Regions from separate parts of the Oryzias latipes genome. Here region 2 is linked to region 1. Evidence: chromatin contacts called from public Hi-C data. All regions are on one chromosome and are shown on one strand. Each heading gives the region's core, a stretch centred on a gene start, on an enhancer-like site or on the middle of the called end of the contact. The rest is flanking DNA. Distances are from core to core; before and after follow the strand shown.

Region 1 (6,220 bases), core at 2,231-4,730:
ACGAAATGTAATACTAATGCTTCCTGTCTGGGTTTTAAGGACGACGTCTGCCGTCTTATCAGTGAATGTCTGAGTGATTCCAGCTGTTGTTGGTATTAAGAAGAAAATACACAACGTGATGCTTGTAATTCCCTCCATTGTGTCTTTAATGCGTAGAGATGCTGAACGTGTAGGTCTGTGAGGAGAAGCAAAGGAGATTGAAGGAGTCGGAGCAGCTAAGGGTAAAGAAATGGAGACAGCTGAGCTGATCCGTTGGGATTTTTCTGCCTTTTCTCCCTCAAGCTGCAAAATGAGTCTATGATCCATTTAGATGCTTTAGGAATTTAGCATTGTAGACTTCAAATTAGATGTTGGAGCAGACCAGACAGCAGTCATTCTACTTTTATAATATCTATAACATCTAATTCCTGATAGTCTTCCTCTGTAAAAATGTAACAGCCAGAAGTTTCTAGAATAAAAGCCAAACTGAACATTTGTTGAACCTTTAGGTGAATTAAAGCTACGAACGGCAGGCGCTACCCCTCAGGGGTGTCCACATGAGGGAGGGGTCCTCCCCCAGGAGGATTGACTAATTCAATGAAAAAGCACTTTTTTCAAAATGCCGCTTTTCTGTTGGTTTATCGCCATAGCAACCATTTTATGTATTGGTCACCTGGGAGTTTTTTTTAACCACGCCCACATTGTTGATGTGTCCGTGTCGTATGTCACATCATTTCATTCAGCAGGAGCCAACGATTCATGTATCGACAATGTTCCAGTAAAAAAAACACGTTTGAGCGACGGGAACGGCCCTTTTGAGAGCTGGATAATAAAGATATGATGGCCTTGATCAACAAAGTTCCAGGCTTGGGTTGTGTCCAAATTCCTTCACCACGGACTTCTTTGCAGTGCATCATATAGCTTCTATAGATCTCTGGGTCTGTTCTTTACTGGACATCTCCTGCCTTTGCTTATTGTCAGACCAGCTCACAGAAACCTGACATCGTTTGAGAGCACAAGATGGTGGGGGGGTTACTGTGGCGGATATAGACCACAATGCATTGCGTTTGAACAACCTTTGTGAGAAAAATGTATATTAATCTTTTTGTTTTTTATAAACCAGCGCTTTCATCATCAGTAGGCATCATAAATAGCCTCCGTAAATGGATCCGTTTTTACGCTGGGAAATCTGTGACACCAACGTTAAAAAAAAGTAGTGAGCGGAGTCTCCGAATTGTTTTTAAAATCCAGATCTTTGGATATTCCCTCCCTGTTTGGGGAGGAGAGAGGGAATTCGGACAGCTGCTGGGATGTGTGGGACATTTTGGGAAGGTTGCTTGAATTCAAATGTTTTCCCATATTGTGGAAAATGTGAAAATCACCAAATTTCACACTTTGACAGAAAATGGGTGCCAAGCTGTAGATCCTGTGGCCATCCCATAATAATGTCATCCCTAGATATCCCCAACACTTGTGTTTTGGTTTTCCCACTGTGATGTCATCATTTGGGGGGGGGGGGGGGTCACTGTACCCAAAATTCATTTTTGACCAAGTCCTACATTTCCCTTAAAGGGTTAAGGTTTGCAGTAAGAATTGCTAAAGGATTCTGGTCCTTGTAGTACTGACAGAATTCTAGCTCCTCTAGAAACTTTGATGTTTCTGCTCCTCCATTACCCAGCAGCCAATGCTCCTCCTGACGTCTGCAGCCTTTATTTTATTACAGATGTTTCCTAGAAGTGGCTTTTCTCTCACAGCTGCACTTTCATTTCCCCTTTAGCGGTTCAATCTTTGTCTTCCTGCTGCTCCCTTCAGGATCACCACGTTAAATCCTTCATCTAACCCCAGGATGGGGGCCTCCAGGGCCAATGTGTCTGCGCAGTTTCCAGCTCTTGTTAACCATGACTGCTTACCTGGATCAGGTGTGTCTTAGAACATTTCAGAGCAGCCCTCGCTCCCCACAAACCTCCTGCAGCCTCAGCATGTTCCTTTTTCTCAAACCGTCTATTTCCCTGCATTTGCAGAACATGAGCAGTCTCTTTTAGTTCTCAAATAAAGGAAATAAACTGAAACTTTCATTTTTTAGCCACATTCTTGTGGAGCAGAAGGGATTTTTGAATTCAGAGAGCTAAGTATCTGCAGCTTTCCAAAACACCTTCATGTCTAAAAAATGGTTTTCTCCTAGTTAAGTCGTTTTGGAAATACTACAGATGATGAGCTTAAGCACAGGTCATTGCTGCCAATCATCTTACAGTTTTGTTTTTTAAAAAGGTGAAGAGCTCAAAGAAGTAGTCGTTTTAATAAAATAACATGGTGGTGTTTCATCAGTTTGGGGTATTCTGAGTTTGCCTTTGGTGTAGAAAAGACTTTATTTTAACATGTTAATTGGTTTTTTAGGTTTTTGCTTTGCTTCCAATTATTTTCAAAGTAAAAAGGTCATTGAAGACATTAATGCAGAATAACCGGCTGAACAGGATTTGTGGAGTTCAGGTAAGTCTCTGTTTTGGTTCACTGTGTTTAGAAAAACTCCCTGAAAATATGTCCAACACAAGAGGCCCTCAGTTCTGGACAAGACAAGTTTAAAAAACAAAAAAAAAAAACTCCCTGAATTCTGCCTTTTTGAACGGTGACCTTTATTGCACTTTTTCTGCAAAAAGTCACACTAAACATCCATTACTAACAGAACCTTATGTGTGATTAATCCATATTTGTCTTTTATACTATGCACGTTTGAAGTATTAAGAAGCTGTACACTGGAGTCACTGAACCGGGTTTTTTGCCAAGTCAGCAAAATACTCTGAGAAGTACTTATTTAAATATATAAATTATTTTAGTCATATGCATGGACTAGTGAGTACTCACATCGCAAAAAGTAGTCTATTCAGGTATACTACGAGCATGCTTAGTTTACTACTAACTAAGGCCGTATACTTGAACTTTACTTTTTATGTACTATCTATATATTTTGTAAACTTAAAATATTCCAATTTAGTCTGAAGAATTCAGTTAATTTACTTCCTAAACTACCCACACATGGTAAAAAATACTATAAACATATATTTTATACATGGTATAAAATGGTATGAAATAGCTTTACAGAATACTTGCTATACTTTTACTAAAGTATATTTAATTTAAAAAAAAAACAAGTGTATTACTTTTGGCTCTGTTTTTTTTTTTCTAACCTCTAATCTCTTTTTGGTCTGAAAGGGAAAATTGGAAAATTCAAGCGTCCAGAAATGCTTCAACATTTATTTTAAAACACGAAAAGTTTATTGCAACATGAAGACTTACAAAGAAACAAAACAAAAGGCTTCCTTCCTGTTGTGAACATAGAAATACATCCACAGATTATAATATTTCTATCTAAAATACATCTACAGAGGAAACTTTAAAAAAAATTATTGATATATTTTTCAGTGGTAACAAAGTGTGTAGAGATTTAGAGAATTTAGAATTTACCTTTCAAAATGAAACACCCCCCCCCCCCCTCCTTAGCGGTCTTTTCCTGTGACGTCAGATTTCCGCGACCGTGTGTCAGCGTCAAACATGGCTTCAAGATTGGAGATTAATTTCATCAGATTGTTGTCTCGCTGTGAATCTATAGCGTCTGAGAAGCGAGGGGAGACAGAATGGAGGCTAGAGAAGGTAAGGAAGTCTGAAATTATGGGATGTTTTAGCAGCAGAACTGAATAGTGGGTGTTGTTGGGGTTAGCTGTGCAGCTATTAGCCGCTGTTAGCCACGTCGTCACTAAAACCAGACTGGTTTCTTTGAGCTGTAGTTTATGAGTGCTGCACTGAATTACTTTAGTTTAACCAGATTTCTTAAGGAAATTTGCAGAGTATGATACACATTGTGCCTAAAAATGCCAACAGTCATTTAGTAGTTTATTCGCGGGAAAACATTCATTTGTTTTTTTCTTTCCTCTTTCTTAAGTCCTCGTCTACATGTGCAGCTGTTTACACCGTTCATTCATTTTTCATCTTCTAATCCGTTTGTTCTCTTTCGGGGTCACGGGGCTGCTGGAGCCTATCCCGACCTCTCACGGGTGAAGACAGGTCGCCAGTCTGTCATAGGGCCACACTCACACACCCACGCACTCTCACAATCTCACACTCACACACCCATGCACTCTCACACTCACACTCACACACCCACGCACTCTCACACTCACACACCCATGCACTCTCACACTCACAATCACACCTATGGATAATTTAGATGGACCTGTCAAGCATGTTTCTGGACGGTGGTAGGAAGCCGGAGCTTGCTCCTCTTCTGTTGTTTTAGTGCCAAACAGTCCATTTTGTGTCTTTAGTTCAGAAAAAGGCTTTTCTTTCACATGTCGTATTTTTCTCAGGTTCCGGCTCGTCCTGGTCGTGTTCTCAGGGTTCTGGTCTCCAGGTCGGCTGCATTTTAAAGGTTGATCCAGAATCTGTTTGGCTGATCTTCAGTTTCAGCTGCTGATGGAGAACTTAGGTTAAAAATGTCCTGAAAACGTAAGCGGTGTAGAAAAAAGAAAGAAAGATGAAGTGAGTAATATGTGAGAAGATGCAAATGGATGAGGAAGGTCGGCTGATGTTCTGAAGGTTCCGTACCTTTGCCGACATAAATATCTGCTCGCATAGCATCCGGTTGTTAAACTTAATTAACCTGAATTCTTTAACAGCAGGTCTTCTAGATGAAATGTGAAAGTGTGGCTGACCTGAAGACCAGAATTCTGGGATTTTTCTAGAAAGATTCAGACATCAAACTCTTCCAAAGTGTCGAACCCAAACATTTTCTACTGCTTCTTTCCTTCCTTATACATATTTTTCTTGTCTGTTTTGTTTTTTATTGCCTAAATAATTATTTTTGTCTTTATAGTTTTTCGCATATTTAGATTTAAGATTGAACTCAAATGCTGTTTTTAAAGTTAAGTTATAGTTTTATTGCAACGGCGGCTGTGTCCCCGGGGTGCCGGCTTCCTGGGCCCGGCGGTGCTCTCTCCGCACGGTGGGGGGGTTCACATTACATCTGAGCCGGGGGTGTCTGGTCCCTGGGGGGTGGGTTCTGGTCCTCGCTCCTGAGTGCTGGGCCCCGCCAAATTTCCAACTGTGGCCGAGCCTGGTCGGGCGATATTTATAACACCCCTTGTGGGCCCTCTTTCTTTCCCCGGGGTTCCCCCCTCCTGGGCGGGGGCGGCGGGCCCCTGCCTCGCTCCTCCCTGGACCAACCGTGGGCCGGGCGGGTGGCTACCTGGAGTGCGGAGCGGGTCTCCCTTGGGGGGTCCTGGCTCGTACCTGGGGTTGGGGCGGGGGGTTGCCCGGAACTCCTGGGTGGTGGTGGGGTGCTCGTTTGGGGCTGTGGGCGTCCTTCTCCGGTGGGGCCCTGCGTTGGGTTCTCCCGGCGCGGCGGGGGGGCTGCTCTCCTGGTTGGGCTGGGGCGGCGCTCTCTTTCCCTCCGCGCCTCCCTGGCCTCTGGCTCTGGGGGCCTTGCGGCGGTCCTGCTGGTCCTGGCCTGGGTGGCGGGCTTGGTCGCCCGGGCGGCGGTTGTTCCCTGCCGGTTCCCGTGTGGCGTTGGGGGGATTCCGGCTGCCGCTGCTGCTGCGGTGGGGGTCTTGGTGTGGGGATGGCTGGGCACTCTCCCTCCTTCTTTTCACATTCCACCATCCATTTTAGAAGAACATAAACACTCACCTGAGCACAGGTGTTAGCTCACCTTTGCACTAACAGTTTGCATGACTGAAATATTTCACACTAGTTGGTTTAAAGGCATAAGTATGCGTGTGAACACTATCTGTTTTGTGTACATGTCGACAGGTGGACATTTTTGCAGCTAGCAGGTGTGTTTAATACATTTCAGTGTGTGTGTGGACAGGCTCCGCCCCCTTTTTTTTTTTTTTTTTTTTTTTTTTACTACTACATTTGAACCTTACCATAATGATTAACAAACAGTAAACTTGTTGCTGTATGCTGCTTCATGGTCTTATCCCCCTTCCCCTCCTATTATCACCCCCTACCCCCCCCTCTCTCTATCGTCCCTCCCTCTTCTTCCCCTCTTTCCTTTTCCGTCCGGTCCAACACCAAAGATTTTCAGACATGTTTGAAATTAATAAAGTTTGGCCTCAATTACAAAGGGGGTTTATTCAGACATACCTTTGGTTTGTCTGAAGATTAATAACCCCTGTTGTTAAAATAAAATATGTCCAACACAAGAGGCCCTCAGCTCTCATCTGTCTGCCCAGCTGTTGGACAGGACAAG
Region 2 (6,220 bases), core at 2,775-5,274, 100 kb after region 1:
TGACCTCGCTTCCCTTCCACTGACTGGTCTCAGCAGCATCGTCCACCATGGTTGATGTTTATGTTCTCGCTCCCGCCTACTTCAACGCAGAATGATGACGTTTGTATCAATGACGTACGGGTCGGATACATGTGGCCTGGCCGTTCAGACGGAGGTCGCATTTCAAAAGATCGGATACGTATCGGATTCAAGACCACATACCCAAGTGGCCTGGGTCGCATTTGAAAAGATGGGATCTGTGTCGTTCAGACTGTCATGAAAAGATCAGATACAGGTCGCATGGGGCAAATAAATCGGAATTGGGTCGTTTCAGCCTGCGGTGTGAACGTAGCCTAAGATTGTCTTCCTGACGCTGCTGCTTTAATGAGGGACTTGGGGAAGTTAAAACAGTTGCACTGTTTTTAACAAAAACTTGATTTAAACGGAGATGAGAGTTGGATGTTCTGACGGATGTGTGATGCGAATCAACACGCAGCAGATGGAGAACATGTTTGTTTATTTAGCCGTGAAAACACTGCAGGTTGATTTAGCAGTGCCTGCTCTTTAACTGACAGCCTGAGCTCTTCAGGGGCTTTTCTTCCATGTGGGAAGTTTTCGTTTTGATCATGGATGGAATGTTGCTGTTTATGCAAGTCAGCTATCAGACATGTTGAGGCAGATGTGTGTGGAAAGGGCAGGGACATTTGGTTACAAGAGAGGAGAGACAAAAAAAGCTCCTATATTTGTAATTATATATATAAAAACACCAACTGAACGCGCTGTTCCCGTGTCATCCATTAAATTCTGATAATGGACACATCAAAGGCCAATGTTCCACTTATACCATGGTCACTTACAGAGCAAATAAATAGTAAATCCATTATTACTACTTTCATCTTCTTATTTTTTTTAAACGTTTTGCACGAAAAGTCAACTGTTCGATACGCAAAGGAAACCAGGTGACGGTAACGGCTAACCCCGTTGCGGTGCCAACCTCGCTCTGCCGCAATGAGGTTAACGTTATAATACGTTAGCCAAAGCTAACGCTAATGATGAAGCAAAGGTTTGTTTCAAAGAAACAAGTCAGTTTTCTAGATTGCCTTTATTCCCAGAAATACCCACTGTTATCTGATCGTGAAATGTTTTTAACGTGTTTACTGTGTCCAGTAATAACGTAAGCCAGAAAGATGAGCAACAAACTATTTTAAATTTAAAATGCAACAGTGCTGTTGATTGTAAAATCTGATAGAGGCTTTGGCATGTCCATCATAGAACCATTTGAAGGACAGAGATCTTTTCTACTGTCCTGCTGTCAGGATAAACTGTGGAATGACTTCTGTCATATGCTTGTATGTTTAGGCCAGCGCAATAAAATAGAACATTCAGGGTTTGTTTCTTTAGATGCTCTGTTGCCGAATGTGAACACTCACCTGAATCCAGTGCAGATGAATCAAGCAAACCCTGTTCTGCTCAACAGCGAAGGTCTGGGGTTATTTGAAGGTGAACCAAAGTGTGGAACAAAACTCCATTGTGTCATTGACTTTAGTGTTTGGGGTTAAATCAGGATCAGTAAAAGTATATGAAAAAGAACAGATAATTGGAAAATATACTTTCAATTTGAGGTTTGTTTTATTTGAAAAAAGTGTCATTCAAAGATACACTCTGTAAACATGAAAGAAATATTGAGAATTTGAAAAATAGGTAAGTATGAAACTTAAGTAAAAAATAAAACAGAAACACCTCCTTCTCCTCTTCGCTTTCAGTCCTCAGTTTACAGTTTCAACCTAGAACTTTAGCTTCCATGTTGACCCTGATTTTACGTGGGGGCGGGGATTTGAGCCCATTGGCTACAAGGACATGATTGACATTTGGAGACGGAGGTTATTGTGATGTCATTTCTGGTCCAGAACATTGTCTGTCTTTGGCGCCGCCCGTGTCATCCCTCCTCTGATGTGTTTTACTGTATTCTCTCCAAACGTTTGGTAAAGTTTGTAGATTGAAACTGTTTTCAATTTTTTCCTACTTTTTCTACTTTATGATATCAATTTTTCACATTTCCAATCAGTTTTTTATACACTTGAACCTGATCCTGATCTGACCCTGTATAAGTGTTGTGAATGATGATTGGTGAAAGAAAATCACTAAACTAATGAAGTAGAAATCGGCAAAACATTGGAAAACCTCTAAGATGCTAAGATTGATGCAGCGACAGACAGAGAGCTCCGTATTTTGCCGTCTCACTGTTTATCAAGGACAAAGGACTCTTAACGATCCGAAACCATGCAGGCTAAGTTGACAATACCATCCAGTTTCAGGTGAAGCATCTTCTAACTTTAAAAACTACCGTAAGTCCAGATGACCCCTAAACCTACTACTATGATGGAATCAACCTGGATGAATGAGTCTTCATAGACATTTCTCACTGTTTAGTGGGTTTTTTGGTGCAACTTTCCATCTGTTTTTTAAAGCGTACTGTGTTCTGCGTCGTGATTGGCTCTTGATCTAGTCATTTCATTTGACTTTTTGTGCTACTTGGTGAGTAACATAAATCTCTAATTGCAATCAGATCTTTCTATACATTTGATAGTATTGCACTTGGTTTTTATGAAATTTTGAGTTTTGAGAGAAAAGTGTCTCTGAGAAAAATGTAGAAACTGGGGACTTTTACAGCCCTGGACATCTGTAATGGTGCTTCACGGATTGCATCAATTGCCGGTTATTTATGGAACGTGTCCCCTGTGGTTAACGAAGGAAAACTGTAAATGCATTTGGTTTGTAAACATAGGGAGGCGCCACCGGCATTTAATAATATAAAGTCAGCTGCTGCAGGAGGACAATATGCTGCTTAATAGTAAAAAAGTGTTTGTTTTTTTGTGAGTGCATTCAGGCGTTTGTTTTTTTTCCATCCGTACTTCCGCTTGTCGCGATGGCGTCACACCTCTTCCCAGAAATCAGCATGTTTATGTTAGCGGCCCCTCCCTCGACCGTCTCAGGGTGGACGTCTTACAGCTCGGAGCGTTCACGGCGAAGCTTTTGAAGCGTTGGACTCCCACCGTGGCCAGTTTTAGTCGATGTGAGCCCAGCAGCTGTGTGCATGTGTGGACGAGGCGCATGTTTTCTCCTGAGTCAATGGCCCTGGGGTAAAAACATGTTTGTTATTGTTCCCAGCACTTCTGCCTTGAGACAACACTACCAATTAAAGGGGAGGTTTTATGTGAGGAGCAGGAAGTGCAGCCGTGTGTGGCTGCCTGCTATTGGCTGCTTCTCCTGGATTCCCTCCCTTATTACAGGGACTAAGCAGCTCTTTATTGCTGCGGCCAAATGAAAGGTAAACGCAGCACACCTTTGATCTGGCTTCGCATTCAAAACCTTTACTGGAAGCCGTTCGGGTGTGGAAGGAAGACACGAGCAAATGATTGAATAAGACGGAGCGTGTTCCGTGTTTGCATGTGCTTATCTTCATGCCAGATAACCTGACCTGGATGCTGATGCCACCTTTTCTCCTCGGAAGTCAGTGAAATGATCCCTTTGTCCGTGCCTCCTTCCCCCCCCCCCACCAAGGCGTTGTATGAATGGACGTGGGCGGGGCCCAGTGGCCTAGAAAGGCAGGCAGACAGACACTGGTGCAGGCTGGGTAACGCTGTGGCGGAGAGGAGTAGCGAGGGACCGAGGGGAGGATGGTGCATGAATGAATGAGCTGACGGAAGCACGTTTGCATTAGCAGCTAACTTTTTTAGCTCTTCCATTTCTTTTTTATGCAGAAGTGCTGATGTTTAAGAGTCTCCTGCTGCATCCCATTTTTCATTGAGCTCAATTTCTATCTGTAATAACTAAAAGAAAACTTCAATAAATTAGCACTTTTTTTGTTTGAGTGAAAAATAAATAGACTTTGTCCAGTGGTCGATGGGTCTGTCCTTGTTTTTTGGTCCTCCAAAGCAGCAGCTCGGCCTTCCCTGTAACGCTGCCTCCTTGGCTGCGTTTGCCCCGTCTGGCCCAGCAAGGCCAGGGTTAACCCCGGCCAGCACTCCTCCCTGAAATGGAAGAAGCCACTGAATAGCTGCATCCCTCAGCCAGCAAATATATTGGCTGAAGCTGAGGGTGGATCTGCGGCTGGAGTGACACTCCGGCGTGGATCTGGAGCGGGATCAGGCAGCCCTCCCCCGGTTGCAGCACGTACACACGGCGGGCGGGGGAGGGCTGGCGACGATTGCGTGCTATAGTAGGTTTACAGCTCTCAGCAAAGAAAATGGAGCGACCTCTGGATGAACTACTACACCATAGGTCACATGTGGCCTTTTATTTAGCTTTATTAGTAAATCTGCCTCACAGGAATTCTCACCTCCTGCCCCTATGATTTTAGCCCGTACCCCACTGTCGACCCCCCTCCCATCTTGCCTCCCACAAGCCTGTCAGTTCTCTTTTGTTCAGGCAGCACATTGGGCAGCCTTCCAGTTTAGGCAAGAGGGGGGTCCTCGCTGTATCCTTGTCTGTGACGGGTCATGTGATGTTGGAATCCAGTTCAGACTGAAAAACAGTGCCCCCCCCCCTTGCATGGTTTCTGACAGGGACCCGCTCGTCTGTTGGATCGGCGTGATCGATGTGTGACTCATAATTTAGAGGTCTTTCATTCTGAACGTCAGGTTTTTGCTTTATAAGTCTGTGTAAGCGTTTGAATTGTCTGACACTGAAACACAGAAAGCTAACACGTTGCTGTTTTCAACACATTGGAAAGAAAAACCTGTTTTTAAAGACTTTATGTACAGAAAAACTAATCATGGATAGAACCGTGTTTTTACTGAAGGCTTCCTTAAAAAAAAAGTCCCACTATTGTTTGAGCTTTTCTAAAATTTGAGTTGGACCTTTCGGCACCGGCGGCGATGTTTACATCCACACATAGCTGCTAAGAACAGGCTGCCTTTTCACCGAGCATTCCTTCACAAATATAGCTCTTCTGGGCAGATATGGTAAATTCTGTAAGTGTGAATAAATGTGTTTGCTGTTGGAGGTAAATATCAGTCATTACAGTAAAAAGCCTTGTAAAGCCAGACGGATTCGCTTCTGGGGTTTTTATTTGCCTATTAACCTTTTCAGTACACTCCTACAAACTATGAAATCAATTCAAACTTTATTTCGAAAGCCCTTGCCATACAAGAGTAATGCACGGGGATGAAACGTCAACCGATGACATGATAAAACACACAGAATGTCCTCAACGCCCCCCATCAAAATAGAAATAGGAAGGCTGCATATTTGTCATCCATTCTAAACTTCCATCCCAGTTGTGGAATCATGGCATGTAATAAGGCAATATGAACCGTTTCTTCTGGCTCTGCTTTCCTTCAGCGTGCCTGGATAAATGCAAGCACGGCGCGTGCAACAGCAGGGGTCAGTGCTGCCACGACCAGTGCCTGGGCAGCTGCAGGGAGCCGGGCAACGCCAGCAGCTGTGTGGCCTGCAGGAACCTCCAGCATGGAAACACCTGCGTGGACAAATGTCCTCCGGGATACTTCGTCTTCAGGGGCTGGCGCTGCGTCAGCTTCTCTTTTTGCCAGGTGGGTGACGAGGAAAACACTTTTGACGCAAGCAGAAATGGAGGACTCATGTGCTTTTTGGCTTTTAGGAGCTCCACGACCAGTGCTCGCTGACAAAGAAACAAAACCAGGACCGGGAGGCGAGCTGCGTTGAGTACGTCATCCATGAAGGGGCCTGTATTCCAGAGTGTCCGTCCGGATACACCACCCTGAACTCCACCATGTACGTATCGTTTACACACCTCAAATGCCACCATCAACTAAAGCAGAGGGGCTAAACATTCAGATGTTTGTACAAAAGACACCAAATGTGAAAGGAGCAGAGAAGAGAAGCATCAACATGTCAGCCCTTCGCATTTTAGAAAATATAGGCAGCAAACAAGAGAAAGGCCGTTTTCCACTTTAAAATATAATGAGTGTTCATAAGAGGAGCTTTTGGGGCTTAAAACGACGGTTAATGAGACCTCCTGATTTACTGCTTTTGCTGAGCTGCTAAATTTGTTTTATAACTTCTCAGAAACCTTGAATAAAAATAGGGATAAATCCATTCAATTCTTACTTAAAAGTCACAATCAGTTGATCAAGAAATCAATAGTTTTTGTAACATTTTAGGCAAAAAAACCCGAATCTATTTAAGTTTTTATGAAAATTCACTAAAGTTGCCCCTTTTTTTCTGTTTACAGCAATCCCCCGCCCATTCGCGGTTTAAT

Evidence for each region. A called contact is a pair of places that touch in the nucleus more often than the background predicts.
Region 2: a contact with region 1 is called in a Hi-C map of embryo, with 3 times the contacts expected there. The contact joins the enhancer-like site here to the promoter of use1 in region 1. A contact is called at or near these places in 3 of 5 Hi-C or Micro-C datasets (embryo and gastrula embryo).

Annotation. Positions count from the first base shown.
Region 1 is chr4:32,659,066-32,665,285 of ASM223467v1, forward strand. use1 (vesicle transport protein USE1) reads left to right here and starts at 3,481. Exons shown (of 8, transcript XM_023954637.1): 1 at 3,481-3,624. The coding sequence starts at 3,526. myo9b (unconventional myosin-IXb) reads left to right here. Exons shown (of 43, transcript XM_023954632.1): 43 at 1-837.
Region 2 is chr4:32,758,672-32,764,891 of ASM223467v1, forward strand. LOC101168764 (insulin receptor) reads left to right here. Exons shown (of 23, transcript XM_023954639.1): 3 at 5,323-5,531; 4 at 5,600-5,733. Among protein-coding and RNA genes, the nearest start is that of LOC101168764, 57 kb to the left of the region's middle. Within about 2 kb of position 4,025, at least 8 of the 8 cell types and tissues checked have an H3K27ac peak or open chromatin away from gene starts, as enhancers often do. A contact at or near this core is called in embryo and gastrula embryo, where this site is marked.